2 separate regions of the Rattus norvegicus genome follow, and region 2 is linked to region 1. The links are chromatin contacts, called in public Hi-C maps. All regions are on one chromosome and are shown on one strand. Each heading gives the region's core, a stretch centred on a gene start, on an enhancer-like site or on the middle of the called end of the contact. The rest is flanking DNA. Distances are from core to core; before and after follow the strand shown.

Region 1 (5,299 bases), core at 1,696-4,195:
GAGGAGGGGGGCCAGGAATGAGGGCCTCAGCACACCCTCCACCACGCATGACATTTCCCCAGCCTTCTATTATTCTGCCTGAAATCATCTCGTTTACAGAAAATATTTGTTTGCACTATTAGTTGGTTCTGGAGCTAATTACTCAATGTGTTAACGTGAAGTAATATGTATAAAAGTAGGATCAGTGTTTATTGTGTGGGTGAGCTGTTGAGCGGCGCCTGAATAAACTGCAATTAGGGTTAGATAGAGATTAATTAACATGTGAGTGGCAAGGTGTAAAATAGTTTCCAACCCTCCACTTCAATATAATCTGCAGGCAAGGAAGAAGTTTGTGGAAGCTAATTAGATACTTTCACAAGAGCCAGTGTATTCGCCCAACATTTGGAAAGAGAGGCACATTAGGGGCAACTTGTTTTTACCCAAATGTTTTCTTTCTGTGGAGGTAGCTCTCTGCTTTGTGGTGCCGGAGGGAGAGAGACAGAGAGACAGAGAGAGAGAGGGAGAGAGAGTTCTACAGTTACAGAAGGGACGGCGAGGCAGGTTCTCAGGAAGCCCTTGGAAGCCTTTCAGTTTGCCCGGGTATTCAAACTGGCATAGCGTTCAGGTGGAAGAACGTTAGAGAGACACAACTGCCCCGTTGGGGAAAGGGGTTGGAGTGCAAGACTGGTGGCAAGCAGGATTCCACAGCAAAGTCGGGGGTAGAAATTCAGGTTTTGACGCTGCAGGTGAACTGATGTTGTCTCAGTGCTGGGTGAGTGGTTTGCATCAGATTTGGTGGGAGAGGAGGGTCACTCATAAGTTTGTCATTTACATGAAGAAAAGGGGTCACTGGGTGTGGACTTAACATCCCCGTGGAAATGTCTTAAATTAAATGGGCCGCGTGAAAATATTCTTCTCCAGTTGGGCAGGTCTTGAGCTTTGATATCTGGAAGTTTGAGTTTTGTGTGTATGGTGGTGGACAGTAGGGGACAGACTCCTAACTGCTGAATTTGAGGGCAGTTCCAGAGTGTGGCAGGATGAGATTATTGATCTATTCCAGATCACTTTCACTGCCCCTTCTCCTTGGAGACCTCTGTTTGTTGTCCCCCCCAACCCCCACCTGTCCCCGGCTACACTTTTCCTTTCTCTACCTGCTATAGCCACACCTGGCCTGAAATGACTGTCAGAGGAGCCACAGCTGGATAGGTGGGTGGAAGAAAAGAGAAGTTTTGCAGAGGAGAGCATGTTGTTTGTCTGCGATCCAAACTAGAGCTTTACTCGTCCGGCATTGGATGGGCAGTTTTCCCTGGGACGGGTAGTAGTGGGCCTGGAATCCGACGGACACTCAGCCGCAAAATCTGCCCGAAACGGAGAAGAAGAGGGTTTGCCTTCACCGGCACTCTCCGGGCTCCGCTGATGCTGTATCTCTGGAGATGGAATTGACTATCAAACCCTCAACCCTGTTTGCTCATATTATACCCACCGTAATCCTCTTAAACTGCCGTTGCGGCGACAAAGCTCTTGGTCTTGCAAAAGCCGGCTGGCAAGATATAATTGTCCGACGAACAAAAACAGCCAAAAGTTTTCAAAAACCCCATGCACCCCCCCTTTCCCTAAACCCAATTCTCTCCTTCTCTAGCTACCCCCTCCCCAGCCCCCAATAAGAACCCTCAGCCTCGACCACTTTTGTTGTCGCCAAGAGCACCAGGCCTGTTGAAAGCGCTGGAGCGTCTTTGAGCAGTTTGTTGTGATACGCAGGTGGAATGGTCTGCAAACACGAATTCAGCCCCTCCAAACCCAGTGCGGAGCGCTCTGCTTTTGTGCGCCAGGCACAAAAAAATGCTGAATTCCTCCGAACTTACTTAGGGCCTGTCTAGAAAAGGGCCTTTTCTTCCCTCTGCTTGTACCTCTGGCCACACTAAGTCTTTGCCCGCCCCCCTTCGGACTCCCTCCCTCTCCCCTCTGATAATCCTTCTCTTTATTTTAGAAAAACACAAAACCCGGTTCCACGCGGTGCTTTAGTGGCTAAAAGTGAAAGAGCTGCTTTGGCAGAATTCAGCTCTATGAATCACTTCGGAAAATTGGTTCGACTGAATGGCCTTAGGAGGAAAAACGTTTTAATAGGATCCAGGGGAGGTTCTGCTGTTTCAATCTGCTCCTTAAACAGGTGGAGATTGGACCTTCTCAATTATACAAACAGTAAGTACCCAACAGCGGGAGAGCTGCCCTCCGAATCCTCCCCGCACGCAGCCCTAAACCAGGCGCGGAGCCTGGCTTTGCCTCTCAAACCCGATCACAAATCAGCAATTCGGATCGATTAGCTTCTCAAACAGTCCCCGGGTTCTCAGGGCAAGAATCCCCCAGCCCTAGTCAAGAAGTGGGCCAGAGAGCTGCAGGCGCACCCACCCTTCCCCAGGTCCCCAGGATCCCGGCGCGCCGCCTGCCCTTCCGGACTCTTCGAGGTCGTCCTTAGGCGGTGGGGAGCTCTCTCTCGACCTCCGACGCCAGTCAAGGCGAGCTCGTTGCTTTTGCATAAATTAATATTTCCCCATTAACAAGTTCCCCCTCCAAACGCGACGCCCGCGTCCATGCGCCACATCCTAATGAGGTAATTATCATTTGCGCGTGTTCGGGGCTGGCGCCGGCTCCGTAGGTAAATGGCAGTTTATTAGCACAGTGCCCAGCTCGGCTGCGCAGGGCTAAGGGATACTTCGGTGATTAGACGGACACCCAGGGGCCCTTTGAGGTAGCGCGTCCAGGACACCCCGCCTTCCCCGCGTACCCTAAACCTGTAGGCCCCCCAAAGTTGTGAATCACGCAAGGAACTCTGCCTAGGTTTGGGTTTGGGCGGCCCCCACCTCCTTCCACCGGCAAAACCATCACGATTCTTCCCCCTCCCCCCTCCCTCTCTTCCCTCCTTCCCGATTCGCAAACGGCTCGCACTTTCCCGAAGGGAGCGCGGGCGCTAGTTGCCTCCTTTAAAGTTTGAGGGGCGGTGGCGGCGGCCGGCAGGCGCGGGGGAACGCAGGGTCCTCAACGGGAGTCGCGCCGCCGCCCATGTCATTCCACTTCAAGTGACTTCATGTGATGTCAGCTGAATGTAAAAGACAGTGATCTCACGCGGAGGGGAGGATGTTTGCCATCAAAATGTGACAGAAGAGACACGCTGCATGGCTCGGAACGCATCTCCTTGGCGGTGGGGGAAAAAGGTAAAAGCGGGGTGGCTCTTCCGGTCCTCTTTAACTTTGCTCTTTCCGTGCCCAGCTCCCAGCACGCGTGGCGGAGGCCTGGGTCCAGGGAAGGGTTGGGGAGTGTTAATTTGAGACTCCTTTCTTCTACCCCCTTTCCTTTCCTTTGTACGGCCTCCCCCTTCTTCCCCTTTCATAGTCCCAGGGCAAGAGCTGGTGGGTTCCTTTGCGCGCCGGGTTAATGGGCGGTAATTTGGTACCCTTGGGTGCACTTTGTTCTGCTTCTGTTCATTTGAATGCAAATGGGTGACCCGGGCCGACTAGGTGCTTATTAAATTGCGGTTTCCCCCCTGCCTTTTCCGGAATGCAGACTTAGAGGAGAGAGGCTGTGCCCTGGCCCAGCCTGGCTCAGCTTGGCGCGCCATGGCCAGCTCAGCTTCCCTGGAGACCATGGTGCCCCCGGCCTGCCCGCGCGCTGGAGCGTCACCGGCCACTTCGAAAACACTAGCTTTCTCCATCGAGCGCATCATGGCCAAGACGTCCGAGCCCCGAGCGCCTTTTGAGCCCCGGCCTGCTGCGCTAGAGGCAGACAGCAGCCAGAGCAAGAAACTGCTCAACCTCTGCTCGCCGCTGCCCTGTATGATCCCCCTCCAGCCTCTAGGCTACGAGGTGCCGTCCAAGACACTGCTCAGTTACTCGGAGTTCTGGAAAAGCAGCCTCCGGGCGGGCGGCGGTGGAGGAGGAGGCAGCGGCGGGGGGGGCCCAGTGTGCGGCGCCAGTGGCTTGTGCAAAACCAACTGTGGCGTGTGCTGCAAGGCCGAACTGGGCCTTGCGCCTTCTGCGCTGCCCGCCGGCAGGGTCATCAAGCCGCAGGTCATCAACCAGGCTGTGGGGCTGCCGGCCAGCGGCTCTCTCTACTACTTCAACTACCTGGACTCCACCACTTACCCACCATCGGAGCTCCTCGGAGGCCACCTTTTCCCATCTGGCCTCCTCAACGCACAGGCCCCCACTTCCCTGGCTGCTCACCCCAAGCTTTTTCTGCTGGAGAATGCCAAACTGGCCAGCCTGACTGCGGACAAGTTCCCCCACCCAGCTTCCTATCCCCATAAGGAGCGCTTGCATGCGCCGCTGGAGCAGGTGCTGAAGGAGAACTCGGCCTTGACCGCTGAACGAGGGGGAGTCAAGAGCCACAGCAAACTACCGGGGGGCTCTACTGACAGCAAACCCAAAAACTTCACCTGCGAAGTGTGCGGCAAGGTGAGGCCTAAGGTTCTGGGGGGAGGGAGCTAGCAGCCCCTGGTTTCTTGGGCAGCCTTGTACACCTCTCTCTCTCTCTCTCTCTCTCTCTCTCTCTCTCTCTCTCTCTCTCTCTCTCTCTCTCTCTCTCTCAAGCTGAGGAGCTCCCCATAGCTGTGTACTCCATTGGATGCCCAGATGAGCCTCAGTTTCCTATTCTGTAAAATGGGGACGTTGTCAATCCTCACACAGTTGACAAAAAAGACTCGGGCTTAGGATGGGAAGGTTGGTTGGGGGAGGTAAATTGTAGCCTCCCGGGCTGATTCTAGGCCCTTGGCAGACTCAGCCCAAGTTCCGCTCTCATCCTTCCATAGGTGTTCAATGCTCACTATAACCTCACCCGCCACATGCCTGTCCACACCGGAGCTAGACCGTTTGTGTGCAAAGTCTGTGGCAAAGGCTTCCGCCAGGCCAGCACTCTCTGCAGACACAAAATTATCCATACCCAGGTACGTGGCCCCAGGTCAGGCCCTGTCGACGCGCGCACCACCGCCCTAGTCTGAGCGACGGTGTTCGATTCTCCTTACCCTTGGTGGGGGGATCTGCTGTGTCCCTTGCCTAGGTCTCGGCCTTACTGTACGCATGCCCCTCTCCGCAGGAAAAACCACATAAGTGTAACCAGTGCGGCAAAGCCTTCAATCGCAGCTCCACGCTCAATACGCACATCCGCATCCACGCGGGCTACAAGCCCTTCGTCTGCGAGTTTTGCGGCAAGGGCTTTCACCAAAAAGGTGAGGTGCTAAGCTAGGCACTCCCTCATCTCCTCTTTAGGGTTCAGAGGGTCACAGGGGAGGGGGGGGTGTGCTGAGAAGGAGGTGAGTATGGTAGAGGCA
Region 2 (5,299 bases), core at 2,018-4,517, 50 kb after region 1:
CGTTTCTAAAAAGCACTCCTCGGTTGGGCACCCTGTCACATGCAGAGTCACAGCTTCCTGTCTGTTCTGGTTCATTAGGACGGCTGCTTCAGGGTGACGAGACAAGATGCTTTATAACATTTCTGCTCCATGTTCCCTGAGCCTGGGTGAATATTGATTCCCCTTCAGGAAGGGTGCCGGGTCTCTCAGTCTCAGTCTCTGACCAGTTCTGCAGCTGCACTGGGTGCTGCTCACTGAGGAAAGACGTTTCCCTGATGGAGGCTGACAACAGCCAACATCTACAGCTATAAGCATAAATGTCTGGAAGGCAACTTGAGAGCATGTCCATTTAGGAAAATAACAATATTCTAGGGCCTATGACCTTCATAGTCATAGACTTTTGACCAGGATTCCAGTATCAAATAAGAAATTCTATCACATGGAGCAGGTCTGAAATCCAATGAGAAAGCAGTCAGTTACCCCATTAACAGTTGTGACTACAGTAGCAGGGGCAGTCTTGCCTGGCAGGTTGGTGGTGGAGCATGTATCGCTCAGTACCAGGTCAGACCATTTGTGTCCTTTCTCTCCCAGCAGCCTACACTGCACCTCCTGACTCTATGAAACCTACTCATCAGGGAGGAAGATTCCTGTAGGTTTGAAATTCACTTCTCCATATCCAGAAGCCACGTACATGGTGTCTTCAGCAATAGCATCTTACCATGCACGTACGGTAGGTAACCAAGTATGATGCCAGGAACGATAGGCTTTGTTGTCTTGGAGACTTTGCAGTCTTGACTGATAACTCATAGGAAGCATCCAGTTTTTATTTAAAAGCTCATGTCTTCTGGGACTGACACTGGCTACCTCTGCAGGGCAATTCTATTTAGAAGAGGAGGCCAAAGGATACAGACGTCATGGGGTGGCGATGAGTGCCTGAAATGTGCCTTCTGAACAGGACATGGCTGCCCCAGTCATAAGCACATAGCTGCTGAGGTTACCCACCCAGGGTCCAGGCAGCCAAAACCCCAGCAGAAAGGGTGGAGACGAAGCGCTATCGGCAGTGGACTGGCTGGGGGATGGAGACTCACTCTTTGTTGAATGGTGGTAACTGGTGGGTTTGCCACGCTTCAGGGAACCCCTCCCATCCGTGCACACAAGGCAGCTCTGACTGGACTTACTAGGTTATTTTAAAGGGGCTAGGGGGATAGAGAGAGCTATGATCTGCATTCCCTTAGAGAACTAGAATGGCTGGCAGGTAAGACCCCTACCACTGAGCCTGATGACCCGAATTTGTTCCCAGAATCCACATGATGGGGGGAGAGAAACAACTCTTGCAGGTTTATCTTCTGACCTCCACATATGTAGCACACACAGCATGTGTGCAGGCATAGCCCTTGCACATAAATATGTGGCACGCGCGCACATAAACACAAACTGGATGCAAATTTTTAAAAATTACCAATTCCAATTAGATATTTTTTTTCATCAAGATATCCCTTAATTGCTAAGAACATATAAAACACTGTATTGTGGGGTTGGGGATTTAGCTCGGTGGTAGAGCGCTTGCCTAGCAAGCGCAAGGCTCTGGGTTTGGTCCTCAGCTAAAAAAAAAAAAAAAACCCAAAAAACAAAAAACAACAACAAAAACAACAAAAAAAAATCCTGAAAAAAAAACCCACTGTATTGTGGACATACAAATATTAACCAATCCTTTATTGCTTATTTTATTGACTAAAACCTGGGCAGTACAGCAGGGAAGCCTTTGTTTAAGTTGCAGGAAACTTGCAGTTGTTATTCTTGTTAGAGTTACCTTAGGGTCTTACCTCAAGAGAAAGCATCTCCGGCTGTGGATGTGGGGTAAGCTTGGTCTGAAAAGCCTTCTCTGCAACATCTATGTCCTGTAACAGACACCAGCATTTTAGAACTCAGGTGTATTTGCATGCAACATAAATGACACCTACATCCAGTGTTTGTACTCCAACTCTCTCATCTCAACCCTTTTCTGGACACAGGGAGTTCGTGCAGTAACAGAGGGACACAGAGGTCGGGACCCTTATTATAAATCAAGTTACCCACTTCTACTATGTGTGCAGGGTTTCTCATTTAACACGGGAACGTGGCCGTACCTCTGTGTGCTACCTTTTTACTTTGAATGGCTGGTAAATGCCAGTGGTTAGTTTGAAAAAAAAAAAAAGCTTCCTTCAAAGCCGCTCAGAGTTGGGTGTGGTGGAGCACATCCATAATCCCAGAACTTGGGAGGCGGTGGCAGGAAGACTGAGTTCAAAGCCAGTCTACACTACATAAGGAGACTTTTGATACAAAAATAAGCACAGCAAAAAAAAAAAAAAAAAAATGATCAGAGCAGGAACTCTATCTGCCTTGAGGTCACCTGAAAGCAGGCAAGGTGAAACAATAACGAATCACTGAGAGGCAAGCTAGACGGACTCACACTGTGGTAAAGGGTCTGGGCTCTACAGAGGATGCGCCCAGCATCGAGATGGTTCATGTTTTATCAATATTCCATTTAAAGTGTTACACCGTGCGAAGATTTCACAGTTCGGGCTCCTTAATGAGTCATCTTGCTACTTTGTAATAGGAGCTTTTCAAAATATTCTACCACACATGTCTAACCTTTTGACATTTTTAAACGTCTACCAAGTTCGAGTTTGAGAACTACGGGATCAAGTAGTTCCTTCCTATTTCATAATGGCTTAAGTAAAAGTTTGCAGTTCAGGCTTTGGCTGGAGGGTTTGGCTGCACCATAGCTATCCTTGGCCACGTGCTGCCCTCGGGCTGTGAGACGAAAGCACCTACAGGTCTTTAGGACTGGATTTTCATGTTAATTTAAATGGGCAGTGTCATTGCCGGGCAGTACCCTCCTTAGTGGATGGTATTCACCAATGGGAAGTGACATTGCCAAGCAGTACACTACCTAGTGGATGGTATTCAAGAACCACACTTAAATTTGTAGTTTAACTTCAAAATGAGCATATTTTCTTCTACGGTTATAAAAACAGCAGCGCAATTAAGCTTAACCTGGTATAGTTTTCCCTTCCCTACACACCTTAAACACACGCACGGAAATGTGGAGTCCTGCATGTTGTTACAGAAACATTTGAGTCTGGCTAAGCGATGCTCTCCACACCAGCGGCACTGCTGTCTAGAGCCCACTTACTATCTTAAGTTCGCAGAGGTCTGCGTGCAAGGCTTGGCACATTCTGTGTCTCCTCTGAGCTCAGTGAATTGCTAGCACAAAGTTCTCTTGATCCATGTACACGCATTGGAGCAGTCTAAGTAGAGGGCTGTTGGACAGACGGCGAGAAATGGAAGAGGGCGTGGGAGTGGGGTGTGAAGAAGCCAGTGCTGAACAGGAGAAAAAGGAGAGCAGATGGTAGCGGCGGGAGCAAGGGATGGGTGTGAAATGTAAAAAGGAAAAACAGGAAATTCCCTAAAGGGACTCCCCAAAGTTGCACAACCATTAATGCACCTGCTGTCTAGGGGAAGGTGATTTGAAGGAAAAATACACAATTCAGGGATATAAAAACTGATGCTAGCATGTCTATCCCCTACCAGAAGTTTACAGCTAAGACGCATGTTACAGATACATGCCGATGCCGTAGCAGATACAGAGGTATGACTATTCTGGGATTGTTTTATTGAGATTTTACAAGGTTTGTGAAAGTTATAATTTACTGTTAGTAATCCAGCAAAGAAAACACAGAATTGTGGCCTCAGTTCTGCCAGGAGGGGCAGATCTGGGTGACGCTTAGCTCTGATATTATCAAGATTTTTTTTTTTTTTGAAGACAGAAAATAAGGACACTTCATATCTTACAGAGAAGTAGATGCCCAAACAAAAGAGCAGACACCAGTGGGGACAGATACTGCATCTACCACACTGCCACATCACTGAACACTTCCTTAGCACTCAGGTGGCCTCTCCTTCTCTTCAGCTGGGTTGGTTCTTCCTTTACGTCTAAGTACAGCTTTCTTAGATGTGTGACATCTGTCGTCCATGCTTATACTCTTTTCTTTCCTGACTGCCTCTTACCCACCTTCAAGCATTACTGTAGAGAAGGGCTAGACTTCCACCTTGCCTCCCACGGATCTACAGGGTAAAGCCCCTCGTTGAGTGGGCTGCGTGGGGCTGGGGTCTAAGCAGCCAGGTGCCTCTGCTGCACTCTCATTCTCATGCTACCTCAGTCCTTGCTAGCATGACCACACAGCTCTCCAGACTGTTCTTTCTTGATGCCTCCCATTGTCTCCACTTCATGTCTCTTTTATGTGCACTTAAATAGTTAGTCACTGAATGGATAACAACCACAACTACAGAGTTTATTAAGCAAACTCAGAAACTTCAAAAACAAAAAAACAAAAACCAAACAAACAAAACACAGAACAACCAACCAGTGCTGAAGAAGAGGGAGGAAAAGTCCAGAGCAGAGAGCAGGAGCAAGATGGACTTATTTCCCTATGACTTGTCACTCTGCCTTACAGATCTGCCACTAGACCCTTAAAAGTCTGAGCAGAGCCTGATACCACAGGCAGTTTGATATCTATAAGAGGCCCCCTCTTTTCTGAGGAGAGGCTGAGAAGGAATGGATGGAGGTGGGGTAATGGGGGCTGGGAGGATAGTAGATAGGAGAAACTGTGGTCAGGACATAAAATTAATTAATAAAAAAAGACTGAGCAGTTAGAGAACATGAACAAGCAAACATCAGAAGTTGGCGACCAAGCAAAACAGATGTACTACATTAGTGGTGGCACAACCACTGGCTGGTCTTTGAACACAGTATTAATTGAACTTTCCTGGTAGGACAAGCCTAGAAACCAAGTGTGTTAGTACAAAGCACTTCCGGTGGTCATATTAGTGCTGTCTGTATCACAGGACAGTCACTGCAGCACTTGTCCTTACCCTTGGTTTTGATGTCCAGTTTCAGACTCCACGTTTGACAGTGGACTGCAGATAGCAAATTGAAAGTTGGGGACTAGGGGTGCATCTCGTAGTACAGTGTGTGCTAGCACGGCATGCAGGAGGCCTTGGTATCAATCTCTAGCTTGGACATGTGATCAGAAAAAGCAACTGATAAGCTTAAATTGTGCATCATTCTGAGTGGCATGGTGAAATTCCATCACTTGCCCTCTGCTCATCTTGGGCTGCATGCCATCTCTGTCAGTATGTACGCAGTATGTCAGTTTGCTACATTGGTCAGTTGGCACTTGTCTGCGTTGTTCCATCTGCCTTTACCGTATCACAGGGCTTGTGTCTAAGTGACCCTGGTGTGGTAGGCCAAGTACATGGTCACTTGTCTCACTTTCAT

The links. A called contact is a pair of places that touch in the nucleus more often than the background predicts.
Region 2: a contact with region 1 is called in a Hi-C map of prefrontal cortex, with 2.7 times the contacts expected there. The contact joins the enhancer-like site here to the promoter of Fezf2 in region 1. A contact is called at or near these places in 2 of 12 Hi-C or Micro-C datasets (frontal cortex and prefrontal cortex).

The regions. Positions count from the first base shown.
Region 1 is chr15:15,201,248-15,206,546 of GRCr8, forward strand. Fezf2 (Fez family zinc finger 2) reads left to right here and starts at 2,946. Exons shown (of 5, transcript NM_001107251.1): 1 at 2,946-3,188; 2 at 3,538-4,427; 3 at 4,781-4,915; 4 at 5,065-5,197. The coding sequence starts at 3,591.
Region 2 is chr15:15,251,389-15,256,687 of GRCr8, forward strand. Cep15 (centrosomal protein 15) reads right to left here. Exons shown (of 5, transcript NM_001106026.2): 4 at 1,803-1,877. Among named protein-coding and RNA genes, the nearest start is that of Cep15, 11 kb to the right of the region's middle. Within about 2 kb of position 3,268, at least 12 of the 93 cell types and tissues checked have an H3K27ac peak or open chromatin away from gene starts, as enhancers often do. A contact at or near this core is called in prefrontal cortex, where this site is marked.